Regions from separate parts of the Mus musculus genome. Here regions 2 and 3 are each linked to region 1. Evidence: chromatin contacts called from public HiChIP or PLAC-seq data. All regions are on one chromosome and are shown on one strand. Each heading gives the region's core, a stretch centred on a gene start, on an enhancer-like site or on the middle of the called end of the contact. The rest is flanking DNA. Distances are from core to core; before and after follow the strand shown. Region 1 has its middle 18 kb from the start of Prf1. Region 2 holds the start of Nodal (nodal). Region 3 overlaps Adamts14 (a disintegrin-like and metallopeptidase (reprolysin type) with thrombospondin type 1 motif, 14).

Region 1 (3,682 bases), core at 468-2,967:
AGACCTAGCCCAGGCTGGACCCCGTCTGTAAAGAACAGAAAAACTTGCAGTAAGCAGGTAGATACTTGTAGATCCTTGCTCACAGGCAAGCACTAGGGAAGCCAGCAATATTAGACAGCCACGGTCATCTCTTCAAAGGGAGAGATGTATAACCCGCTGTCTGCCCAGAAGGCTGGAATGGATGTGGTTAATAGCCGGGTGACTTCTGTGCTGGCTAGCCAGGCCACACCCCAGACTCTGGTTTATCCCTGCCAGTCTATAACACTACCCTCTGGGCCCCTTACCACGGGCGCTGTTTATCTTGAGCCTGGTTTCTCAGTAAATCTATAGAACCCATCTTTATGGACAATGTTGCTTGTCTTAAGCTTGGTTGTACACAGGAGATTGAGTTAATTATCACTGGGGAAACTTTTTTGCCAAATTGTTCTGTGCTTAAATATGCCTGGAATAAACAACCCAGTCTTGGACTCTCAAAGTCTGAACCAACACTGGCCACTCATGTACCAGACTTCCTTCTCGCCTCTCTCAGACTGACAGTCTGCTGGCCGTGGCGTTGCAGAGACCCCTGTAACTTACTTAACTATTTCTATCCCTGTCTAACTTCAAATGAATGAGACTCAGGCTGTGATATACTTGCGCAGCTACTGGGAAAGTACCCTAATGTAATCTATATTCTCTATTGCTAGACTGGCTACTTTCCCAACTGCGCTCCCCAAATACTTGCTGTTTGTCTCCCCAAATACTTGTCTTCCCTGGTCCCTGGCAATGTCTGCTCCAGCAGTCAGTTCTGGGGAGCGTTTCACGCAGGCATGTGCTCCTGCTCCATCAGGTCTGATGGAGACCTCCTCATCTCCCTTTTTTTTCCTCCTCCATGCTCCTCCTCTCTCCCTCTCCTCCTCTCTCCCTCTCCTTCCTCCTTCTCCTCATGGTCCCTACCTGTGACCCCCAGCCAGGTCACCCAAGCCCTGCTTCCTTCTCGTTTCCCAGTAACTGGCTATCTATCACCAGTTTTTTTTTTTAATATAATTTATTTATTTATTACATGTAAGTACACTGTAGCTGTCTTCAGACACACCAGAGGAGGGCGCCAGATCTCATTACGGATGGTCGTGAGCCACCACGTGGTTACTGGGATTTGAACTCAGGACCTTCGGAAGAGCAGTCAGTGCTCTTAACCGCTGAACCATCTCTCCAGCCCCCTATCACCAGTTTTATTTAGCCCATAGTTTTAAATTGGGGAGCAAAGGCTGGGTATTCGCTTGTCTTGGGCAGTCAGATCTTGGGGTACAGAATTTAGCACTTGAATACACAGCAGCACCAACCCAACCTCCAATGGACGGCTATTTTTTTAAAAAGTCTCATGAATGAAAGAATCCACTCAAAGGCACAGCAGGCCACTCAAAGGCACAGCAGGCGAGCGCTAGGCCCTGCCCAATGCTTGGTAAATGGCACTGAGTAGGTGTGGCTTTTAACTCTCTCTGTTTCTGTTCGTTTGTTTGGTTTGGGGTTTTGTTTTGTTTTGGGTTTTTATTTGGGGGGTGTTGTTTGAGACAAGGTCTTGCTATGTAGACCAGGCTTCCCGCCTCAAACTTAAGAGATCATCTTACTCTGCCTCCCGAGCGTTATAATTAAAAGTGCACACCCACCACTACACCCAACCTGATTAAAACCAACTCCTTTTAAGCCAGGTGGTGGTGGTGCTGATGACAAAAGAATGTGGCGAATCCCACACTGAGAGGCAGAGAGTGAGTTCCAGAACAGCCAGGGCTACACCGTGAAACCCTGCCTTGGGGGAAAAAAATGAAAAAGGTTCTTTTTGAATCAGTCTGAGACCCCCAGTCCATGGGAGATCACTGCCCACATGCAGGGTGGGCCTCCTTCCTCAGTTAACAACATAGGGACATGTTGTTATGGAAATGCCAGAGCTGGGCCTCCGGGGAGACTCTAAAGTGGTCAGGGTCAACAATAGACATCAGCCATCATGGTGGGGAAGGCGTGGAGATGGAACTCCCTCCATGGGGAATGAGTTCTGCTTAGACTGACACCTATCCCTGCCAGATCCACGGACGGCTGAGAAGCGCTGGGTCAAGGAGAAAGCTCTCACCACTCCCTTGAGATATGAAGGGGCAGGGCAGAGGGGGTGGATGTGTCAGGCACACACTAGATGCTCAATAAACAGTCACTTGGCGCTCAGGGACTCCACTTTGTGTGTTGTGGGGACATGTCCCTGTAAGGGCCCTGCTCCTGCTGGGCCAGCAAGCCTTCTCTGGGGAAAAAAAAAATCATAAAACTATAACCCTGTCTATCCATAGCCGAGGGATCAAAGGCTTTGCCAGGAAGTCAGCGGCGTGCCACTGAGGGCCTCCCCAGGTAAGGATCACCCTTGGTACCATAGCCTCTGGTGAACAGGAGGAAGGGAGGGGTCATCTCACTCATTCATGACTTCATGGGTCCCGTCACTCACTGGGAACCATTCCAATTTGGGGGAAATTGACCCAAGGAAAGCAAAAAGCCAATAAATAGAAGGAATGAAACTTCTCTGTGAAAAAAAAAGTATACAAAAATAATAAACGCCAGCCCCAGTATAGGAGTTCTATGAAACCTCCTTGCAGCAGATAATTCTCCATTTAAGCTATCTCTCTCCCTAGGCTTGTGTCCCATAGGAATACGCATCGGCAAGACATTGACCAGCCAGGTGGTATACACTTGTCATCCTAGCATTTGGGAGGGAAAGGGAAGGCTAGCCTGGGCTTAAAAAAAAAAAAGGATTTTGAGAAGTTACTAACTAGCTACACAACAACAAAAACAAAATTCGTCACCAAGGTATTGAGGAATGTTTTTTGCTGACAGGTAAATGAAGAGACCTTAACACTTTCTGGGTTTCTATGGGCTGGCTCCAGGGGTTAGGGTGCTTGCTGCCAAGCCTGAGGACCCAAGTTCAAGCCTAGGACTCACATTATGGAAGGAGAGAACTAATTTCTAAGTTACCCTCTGACTACCACATATGTACTGTGTAGCACATGGGCCCCCACATACATACCCACGCACCCCCCCAACACACAAACACACACGAGAAGATAAAAAAGTTTTAAAAAGTCATCTTTTAACAACCCTAGAAAAGTTGGGCATAGTCTCACATGAATCTATAACCTCCCAGCACAGAAGGGCAGGGCAGAGAGGATCATGGGGGCTGGCTTGCCACCCCACCTAATTCAAATCAAGCTGTAGATTCAGCAAGAGACCCTGCTTCCTGAAAACAGCTGCACAGACAGGTACGCTTGTATCCTTCACACGTGCACACACACCTCATACACCTCTGTCTTAGGGTTTCTATCGCTGTGATAAGTCACCCGATCAAAAGCAATCCGGGGAGGAAAGGGTTAATAAACAAGCCTGTGTTAAGATGGCTTTCCAGTTCCTCATCTGGAGGAGTCAGGACAGGAAAGGGGAGGCAGGAGCTGATGCAGAGGCTGTGGAAGGTTCAGCTGGCTGACTGCTGCCCACATTCCCTCAGTGTGTGCTCGTACAGAACACAGGACCACACCAGCCAGCGTGAGATCACACACGGTAAGCTGGGCGCTTCCGCATTAATCATCACTCAAGAAGATGTACCACAGGGTTGCCCTCAAGCCAATCTATTGGGGAAATGTCCTTACTTGCAGTTCCCTCTTCCAAAATGACT
Region 2 (3,682 bases), core at 706-3,205, 100 kb after region 1:
ACTAGGTAACTTGGCCCACCCAGGTTTCCAAAGCCTTCAGATAAGAACCCCTGGGGTGCTCGATGAATATGTAGATAGCCACGCCCTCTCTCCAAATTCCACTTCTGAAGTCCGGAGGGAATTTTGGGGCTTAACAAACAGTTCAGGAGACAGCGTCCTTGGGCAAGTCCACACAAGTGCTCTGCACTGTTGTGGGCGTGGGGCTGGGGCTGGGGCTGGGGCTCAATTCCTATTGTTTTTACTTAGCACGCAGGAGACCGCTGGTTCAAGCCTCAATATCACAGAAATCAGGGCACACGTAATGAGTAAGTAGGAGGTAGATAGAGGATCGCAAGAGGAGCGATCCGATTCTGAGGTCATCCTCAGCTACAAAATGAGTTCGAGGCTAGCCTGGGCTACACAAGACCCTGTTTAGGGTGGGGTGGGGAGCTTAAGACTAGACTACGGTATTGAATGGGAGGGCAGAATAAGCCAACTGGTAGTTCATCAGGATAGTCAGGGTGCCTGCAACCTCAGGCTCCTTTCAGCTGTTTAGAGCAGTTCCTACAGGATCACGCAGGTCTGCGGGCCCTGTGTGTCTCCCTCTGCTTCCAGCACCTGCTCATCCCGCAACTTGTGAGAGCGCCCAAGTGGGTAAAGTACCCAGCACATAGTAGGTGTTCAGTAAATGTTAGGCAGCTGCTAATGTGCTAGTTGGAGGCTTGAAGGGGGCAGGGTGGGGGTGGGGAGTAACTAAGAGAAAACTAGTCATGGAGGAGGAAAACATGGGGGCGGACTTTGGGACAGGAATTTACATTTCTTTAAAGGTAATTTCTATCCCGCCTTCCCTTTTGAAAACACAAAGGCTAGGATCTTTCCATCCTGCAAATTCTCTTCTCAATGGCTCCCTTCCTAAGAACTCAATCATTTATGCAGCGTGAAAGAATGACCACCCCTTGCCCTACCACCCCTTACCCTAAGCCTTACGCGTATGGCATATTTGTTACATTGAATTTCCTCATAAACAAGAAATATGACTGAGGACAGTTACTTTGAGAAAAACCAAAGACATTTAATTCTGTCTTGGGCAGACAAAGTCAGCAGGTCTGGAGAGTGACTGAGATGTCCCAGGGCTCTGCCCCGCAGGCAGGAGATGCAGCCAGCAAACCTCCAGCTTTTCTTTTCCACCTTCAAAAACTCCCATAGCAAGCAGGTAAGGACCTGTCACCCTCAAACCACCAAGAATCAAGATTCCCTATAGCTGGGCCTTCAGCTTCCAGTAATTATTCCCCTTGCTCCCCAGGAGGGCACTTTGGTATTTGAAGCTGGCATTTGTCACCAAGAACAAGGTCCCTAGAGCTCATCTTTTGTTTTGTTTTGTTTTGTTTTGTTTTTCGAGACAGGGTTTCTCTGTGTAGCCCTGGCTGTCCTGGAATTCACTCTGTAGACCAGGCTGACCTCGAACTCAGAAATTCACCTGTTGGGCTGGTGAGATGGCTCAGTGGGTAAGAGCACCCGACTGCTCTTCCGAAGGTCTGGAGTTCAAATCCCAGCAACCACATGGTGGCTCACAACCATCCGTAACGAGATCTGGCGCCCTCTTCTGGAGTGTCTGAAGACAGCTACAGTGTACTTACATATAATAAATAAATAAATCTTAAAAAAAAAGAAATTCACCTGTCTCTGCCTCCCGAGTGCTGGGATTAAAGGTGTGCGCCACCATACCCGGCTAATCTTTGTTCTTTCAAATTCTCAATAACCCCTAGTTACCTAGGGGCCTTGCCAATGAAGGATGTAGCTCAGGCTAGCCTGGTGCTACCCAGAAGAGAGGACTGGCCCCTAGCCCAGCACTCCCTACCTGTTTTTGGATGAACTGGAGAGGACCGCGAGGGGTCCAGAAGAGGCAGAGTAAGGAAGCCATTATTGTGGTTCTGGGGTTGAAGCCAGCCAGGGCTCCAACACACCTCTAGCTCATCAAGCTTCACTCGGAGCAAGCCTTAGCCCGCTGTCTCAGCAGGGAGACTTCCCGAGGTAGAGGGGCAAGGTGCGGGGCGGTTTAGACTCAGAGTCTGTATGCACCCCTAACTCCCCCCCCCCCCCCCCGCCACAATTTCTCTGTAGTCTTTCTCAGCACATCACACCTCCCCTCAGCAGGGGCTCCCCTGCCCTGCCCCTCCAGGGTGGTTATAAGTTCTTAACCTATAGGTTATAGGCCTCTCCGGAGGGAGGGAGGGAAAGGGGCGGGGCGGCGGCGGCTCAGATATAAGGGACCCTGGTGTTGTTTGCGGGTCCAAACAGCCCACCATGAGTGCCCACAGCCTCCGCATCCTTCTTCTTCAAGCCTGTTGGGCTCTACTCCACCCGCGCGCCCCGACCGCGGCCGCTTTGCCTCTGTGGACACGGGGGCAGCCCTCGTCACCGTCCCCTCTGGCGTACATGTTGAGCCTCTACCGAGACCCGCTGCCTCGGGCGGACATCATCCGCAGCCTCCAGGCGCAAGGTAGGCTGCAAGCCTGGCCTCGCCAGCACTTAAGGGCTCACGGCCGGGAGGCGCGCGATGGTTGCAGCGGGGACTGAGCATCAAGAATCGTCCAGAGACTGGGATTAATTGTTTCTCCGTGGGCAGGCTCAGCACAGCGCTAGTGGCGCGATCGGAATGGAACCAGGGGCCACCGCCTTTCCGGTCGGTCCTACCTCTAATGGTAGAGGGTAAAAAGGGTAGGGCGTGGGCCGGATTGCGCCACTGAGCACCTGCGAGTCTCAGTTTGCCCATCTGTAGTTTAGAAATCGTAAGACCTTTTTGATAGACTTATAGAAGGGACTAGGTGACAACGCCCCATCTCCCCCAGAAACGCTCTGCCCAGAACCGGGCGTAAAATAAAACAAGTCGTTACTGGTTTTATCCCGGTTGCAGCAAGTGACACCAGGAACTAGGGCTCAAAGATCCGAAATTAGAGATCGGGTGTAGAAAGTCCAGAACTCAGGCAACTCTCGTGGTTGGGCGGTGTCAGGTGTCCTTGGTGACCAACAGGCTCGGAACCTACTTGGATCGAGGTGTTCGTGTGTGTGTGTGTGTGTGTGTGTGTGTGTGTGTGTGTGTGTGTGTGTGTGTGTGTGTGTGTGTTTGACCCAGCGACCTGAGTGATGCTCACCAGAGTAGGCCGACAGGTGGGTGCCCAGGAGAGGGAGTTCGGACTCAGGACTACCTTCCTGGGCGCAATCAACATCTCGCCTCTTGGGCAGCTTGGCCAGCCCGCTCCTCTGTCCTCTGGGGCCAGACGGCCCTCCGCGGGACCCGGACGCAATCCACATCTTCTAATCCGGTCTGACCCGCCGCCCGCCGGCCCTCACGACCTGGAGGCGGAGTCCCTAGTCCCCTGCCTGCAGCGTCTGGGCTGTGACTGCCGGTGACCCTCTCTTGAAGGGTCATCTGGGGACCGCGGAACAGGACAGCCTGGAGGGCAAGGCAATGGGAAATCAGTGGGATGCTAGGCCCCTCCGCCTAGGGTCGGACAGAGGTAAAGCCGGGAAAACATACCTTTCCAGTTCACTTCCCTTCTAGAAAGTTCTGGAAGGTTTGTATGGTGATGGGACAATCTGGGATGCAGAGAAACTCTTGAGGTCCATCAGATTCGGTTTTGCAGTCACCTGAGCCCACGGCAACATCACTTTGATTTTTGTTTGCTTTTGTAAATCAGGGAAC
Region 3 (3,682 bases), core at 577-3,076, 74 kb before region 1:
ATTTCTGAAACACAGCAGCCTTGGTGTCCCCGGCAGGCCAGCCTGCTTGCAGACAGAGGCACAAGGAGGCCTGGCAAGCCTCAACGCTTCCTGCCTCCTGACCTCAGCGTCAGGAGCCCACTGTGCACTTCTATGGTATGGAGGACAAATGTCCAGCACTTGGAGCCTGGGCTTAGCCAGTGACATCTGTTCGTTTAAAATGGCCTTCTACTTTGGGAGGCCACCACCCCACCCCAGAAATAGAATGTTGGGAGTCCCCTCTGTGGTTGACGAAGTGGAATGTCATGTGGGAAAGTGCTCTGGGGACAGTAGTGCCCTCTTCACCTGTTGCGAACACGTGTGTTTTTGTGCTGGGGAGGGCAGCATCCATGCTGTGCCTCCTTCTGTGCCTTCTAGTGAGGTGAGAGCTGCTTCCTCTCGGGTGGGAAGGGTTAGAAAATAGCCACACCTGTGTGTGGCAACAGGGGCAAATACCTTAGGGCAGAGGTGTCACCTGCCACCGTGGACAGTTTGACGCTGGGTGAGGAGCTGCCTCCTGCATAGCAGGATACCCTGGGGCCTCCCTGATGTGAGATGCTGGCAGAATCCCACCTCCTTTAGTGGTTACAGAAATACAGCCTAAGGCGGCCTGCTCCTTCTCTTTGGCTCCTCTCCCTTTCTTCATCGCTCTTCCAAACCCCACTGTATTTTTGTTTGTTTTGTTTTGTTGTTAAAAGTTAAAAGCAAACCCATATTAAGGTAGTGCCGGGTGTGTGCACGGGCATGCGGGAGGCCACACATGTGCTCAATCTTGAGAGTGCGTGCCTGCATGCATGTGTCTGCACATTGTTAGGTGAGGGCACCCGTCTCCCTTCTCCCCTCCCGACAGCTGCCTGTCGAGTTCAGCTGTGGTAGGTAAGATACATAAACGTTAGAAGCAGACAGATCTTAGTTTAAAGCCTGGCTCTGCCATTTAGTTGCTGTATAGATTCCAAACAGCTTGCTTAGCTCCTCCAAGCCCCGGAGGTTAATAGACGCGGCCTCACAGGGCTATGGTTATGGGAGAGAGACAAGCCAGCTACAAAAATGCTCAGACTGCTGCCTGGATGAGACCAGCAATCCTGCCTCTCAGGTCTTTGCCTCCTCTGAGCCCCTTCAGCGTTATCCTCAATGAGTCTCTGGCTATCTCAGAGGACTGAGGCTTTTGTGTCTGTGCAGCCAGACTGATACTTTGTGAATGAATGAGAGGCTACCTCTGCTGACAGGCTCCCCAGCAAGTGCATGCTAAACCCTGAAAATAACTACTCATGTCTCAGGGCCTCAAAGGGTTCCCTGGTACTGAGATTTAAAGAAACACTAAGGAAATGGACCAGGGAAAAGGGTAAACTAAGGCACAGAAAAAGAAAAAGCACCCAAAGTTTCCCATCAGGTGAGAGAAGAATGAGAAGGGGACCCCCTCACCCCCTTGCCTATCATCCGTAGCTCTAGATCTTTCTAGCACAACCCAAGTGAATGCAGAAGTAACCTGGACAACCAGGCTAGGCTTAGCATGAAAGACCTGCTCTCTGCAGCCTTGGCCACTCTGGGGTCAGAATCTCCTTGGCTGATGGTAACTGCCTCACTCTGAATCTGCCCCAGTCTTCTTCGCCCCACCCAGCCTCCACACACTAACACAGTAAGAGCATCCAGTCAGGAAACCAGATATCCCCCATGATGGCGCCAGGCCAGCCTGGCAGAGACAAGTCCTCAGGTGGGCGGAGCTTCAAGGCCAAAGTAAAGTGACACCTGTGTCCCTGGGTCCATGAAGTCTCCCCCCAAGGCTGTCTGTGCTTCCAACTTCCCAGCCAAACAAAAGCCCCACACAATGAAGAGGAAGTGCTCTGAGTCCCATGGGAGGGTGAGGCTGTCTACCTGCCTGCCCATCTGCCTACCTCCAGGGGCAGGAAGTCTAGCTCACCATCCTTTGTTAAGGGAAGACAGAGCCTGCTCGGCAGGTGTGTGTGGTGACAATCCCTTAAGCCTGTGTGGGTGCTCTGAGGCTTCCTACTACAGAAGCAGGGCTCCATGGGTAGCATGGCTTCAGCTGCACCCTGTTTCCTATGCAAAGGGCAAGCCAGCAAGGAGCAAGCAGCCCAGCCTACAGATAAAATGCCAGCTGGATGGAGGGGCTGTTGCTGTGATCCCAGCACTCGGGATGGGGCTGGCAGAAGGATCAAGAGTTCAAGGACAGCTTGGGCCACATACTAAGCCCAAGGTCAGTCTAGAACACGCAGGAAGACACCATCTCAAAAACAAACAAGTGAAAAAAGAGGAGGAAGAATGGGAGGAGGAGGAGGAGGAAAGAGAGGGAAGAAAAAATAAGCCCAGGCTACCCACAGAGCAGTCTCCTAAGACTAATCTCAGAGCATTGGTTTTAGGGGAAGCTGATAATGATTCCTGGCTAAAGGCATAGGGCAAGAGTCAAAAATCAGAGCATCATAATTGGGAACACCAAGAATGCCAGGGTGGGCCACAGGCCTCCTTTGCCTAACAGTAAAATAGGGAGATGTGGAGAAGGGCCTGGGAAAGCAGGGCAGCAGGAAGCTGGCCTCCACATACCTAACCACCAGGTCTGAGGAGGAACTTCCCATAGCTTCCTTGCCAGGCCAGTGGCATTCTCTCTCAGCTCCCAGTAAGAGGGGTTTGCCAGGGGCTGATGAGATGGCTTAGCGGTTAAGAGCACTGACTGCTCTTCTGGAGGTCCTGAGTTCAATTCCCAGCAACCACATGGTGGCTCACAGCCACCCATAATGAGATCTGAAGACAGCTACAGTGTACTTACATATAATAAATAAATAAAATCTTTAAAAAAAAAAAAAGAGGGGTTTGCCAGATCCTTCTAAACATGTCGCACCTCGCTGAGCAGGTTTCAAAGGTACTCTGGCCTTGAAAAGGAGCGTCCTCCTTATGATCTATCCAAAGACCTCTTCCTTCTCACTGTTGGATGAGCTGATGGCGCAGTCATCATGGGTGAGCTCAAGGCCAGCCTGGGCAAGTTAGCAAGATCCTGTGTCAACATAAAGAGTTAAGAGCAAGGAGCCAGGGGACAGAGGTCTAGGTAAAGCTCTAGGTTCAGTTCCCTGGGACAAGAGTAAGGGAAATAAAGGAAAGAGATGCCAACCTGTGCTGTTTAGCAAGATCTGATCTCAAAACAAACAGGGGCTGGAGAGACGGTGCAGAGGTTCAAGAATACTTGCTGCTCTTACAGAGGACCCAGCTTTGGTTCCCAGTACCCACATGGCGGCTCAAAACCATTCATAACTCCATTTCCAGGGGACCCTATGCCCTCTTCTGAACTACCAGGGCACCAGGCACATATGTGGTACACAGATATACATGCAGACAAAATGCCCAGATATATAAAAGAAAATAAATTCAAAAGAAAACAACAACAAGGGGCTGGCAAGATGGCTCAGTGGGAAAGAGCACTGACTGCTCTTCCGAAGGTTCTAAGTTCAATTCCCAGCAACCACCAGAAATGAGATCTGAGGCCATCTTCTGGTGTGTCTGAAGCCAGATACAATGTATCTATGTATAATAGTAAATAAATCTTTGGGCGGGAACAAGCAGGGACTGAGCAAGCAGAGTTGACCAGAGTGAACAGAGGTCCTAAAAATTCAATTCCCAACAACAATGAAGGCTCACAACCATCTGTACAGTTACA

Evidence for each region. HiChIP or PLAC-seq counts read pairs in DNA pulled down with a chosen protein or histone mark.
Region 2: a contact with region 1 is called in an H3K27ac HiChIP or PLAC-seq map of embryonic stem cells, with 13 read pairs. The contact joins the promoter of Nodal here to the enhancer-like site in region 1. A contact is called at or near these places in 5 of 39 promoter capture datasets (embryonic stem cells, frontonasal cranial neural crest, hippocampal neurons and 1 more), 3 of 484 Hi-C or Micro-C datasets (embryonic stem cells and liver), 3 of 115 datasets of contacts at active chromatin or transcription factors (all in embryonic stem cells) and 4 of 9 other capture datasets (adipose tissue, embryonic stem cells, liver and 1 more).
Region 3: an H3K27ac HiChIP or PLAC-seq map of embryonic stem cells shows a contact between it and region 1, with 6 read pairs. The contact joins two enhancer-like sites. A contact is called at or near these places in 2 of 484 Hi-C or Micro-C datasets (CD4 T cells and embryonic fibroblasts), 9 of 115 datasets of contacts at active chromatin or transcription factors (double positive thymocytes, embryonic stem cells and stem cell-derived neural progenitor cells) and 2 of 9 other capture datasets (adipose tissue and pancreatic islet).

The regions. Positions count from the first base shown.
Region 1 is chr10:61,314,139-61,317,820 of GRCm38.p6, forward strand. No RefSeq gene overlaps it. Among named protein-coding and RNA genes, the nearest start is that of Prf1, 18 kb to the left of the region's middle. Within about 2 kb of position 1,718, at least 19 of the 459 cell types and tissues checked have an H3K27ac peak or open chromatin away from gene starts, as enhancers often do. A contact at or near this core is called in embryonic stem cells, where this site is marked.
Region 2 is chr10:61,416,017-61,419,698 of GRCm38.p6, forward strand. It overlaps Nodal (nodal), which reads left to right and starts at 1,956. Exons shown (of 3, transcript NM_013611.5): 1 at 1,956-2,479. The coding sequence starts at 2,284.
Region 3 is chr10:61,240,410-61,244,091 of GRCm38.p6, forward strand. All of the region lies in intron 4 of Adamts14 (a disintegrin-like and metallopeptidase (reprolysin type) with thrombospondin type 1 motif, 14), which reads right to left. Among named protein-coding and RNA genes, the nearest start is that of Gm29861, 26 kb to the left of the region's middle. Within about 2 kb of position 1,827, at least 20 of the 459 cell types and tissues checked have an H3K27ac peak or open chromatin away from gene starts, as enhancers often do. A contact at or near this core is called in embryonic stem cells, where this site is marked.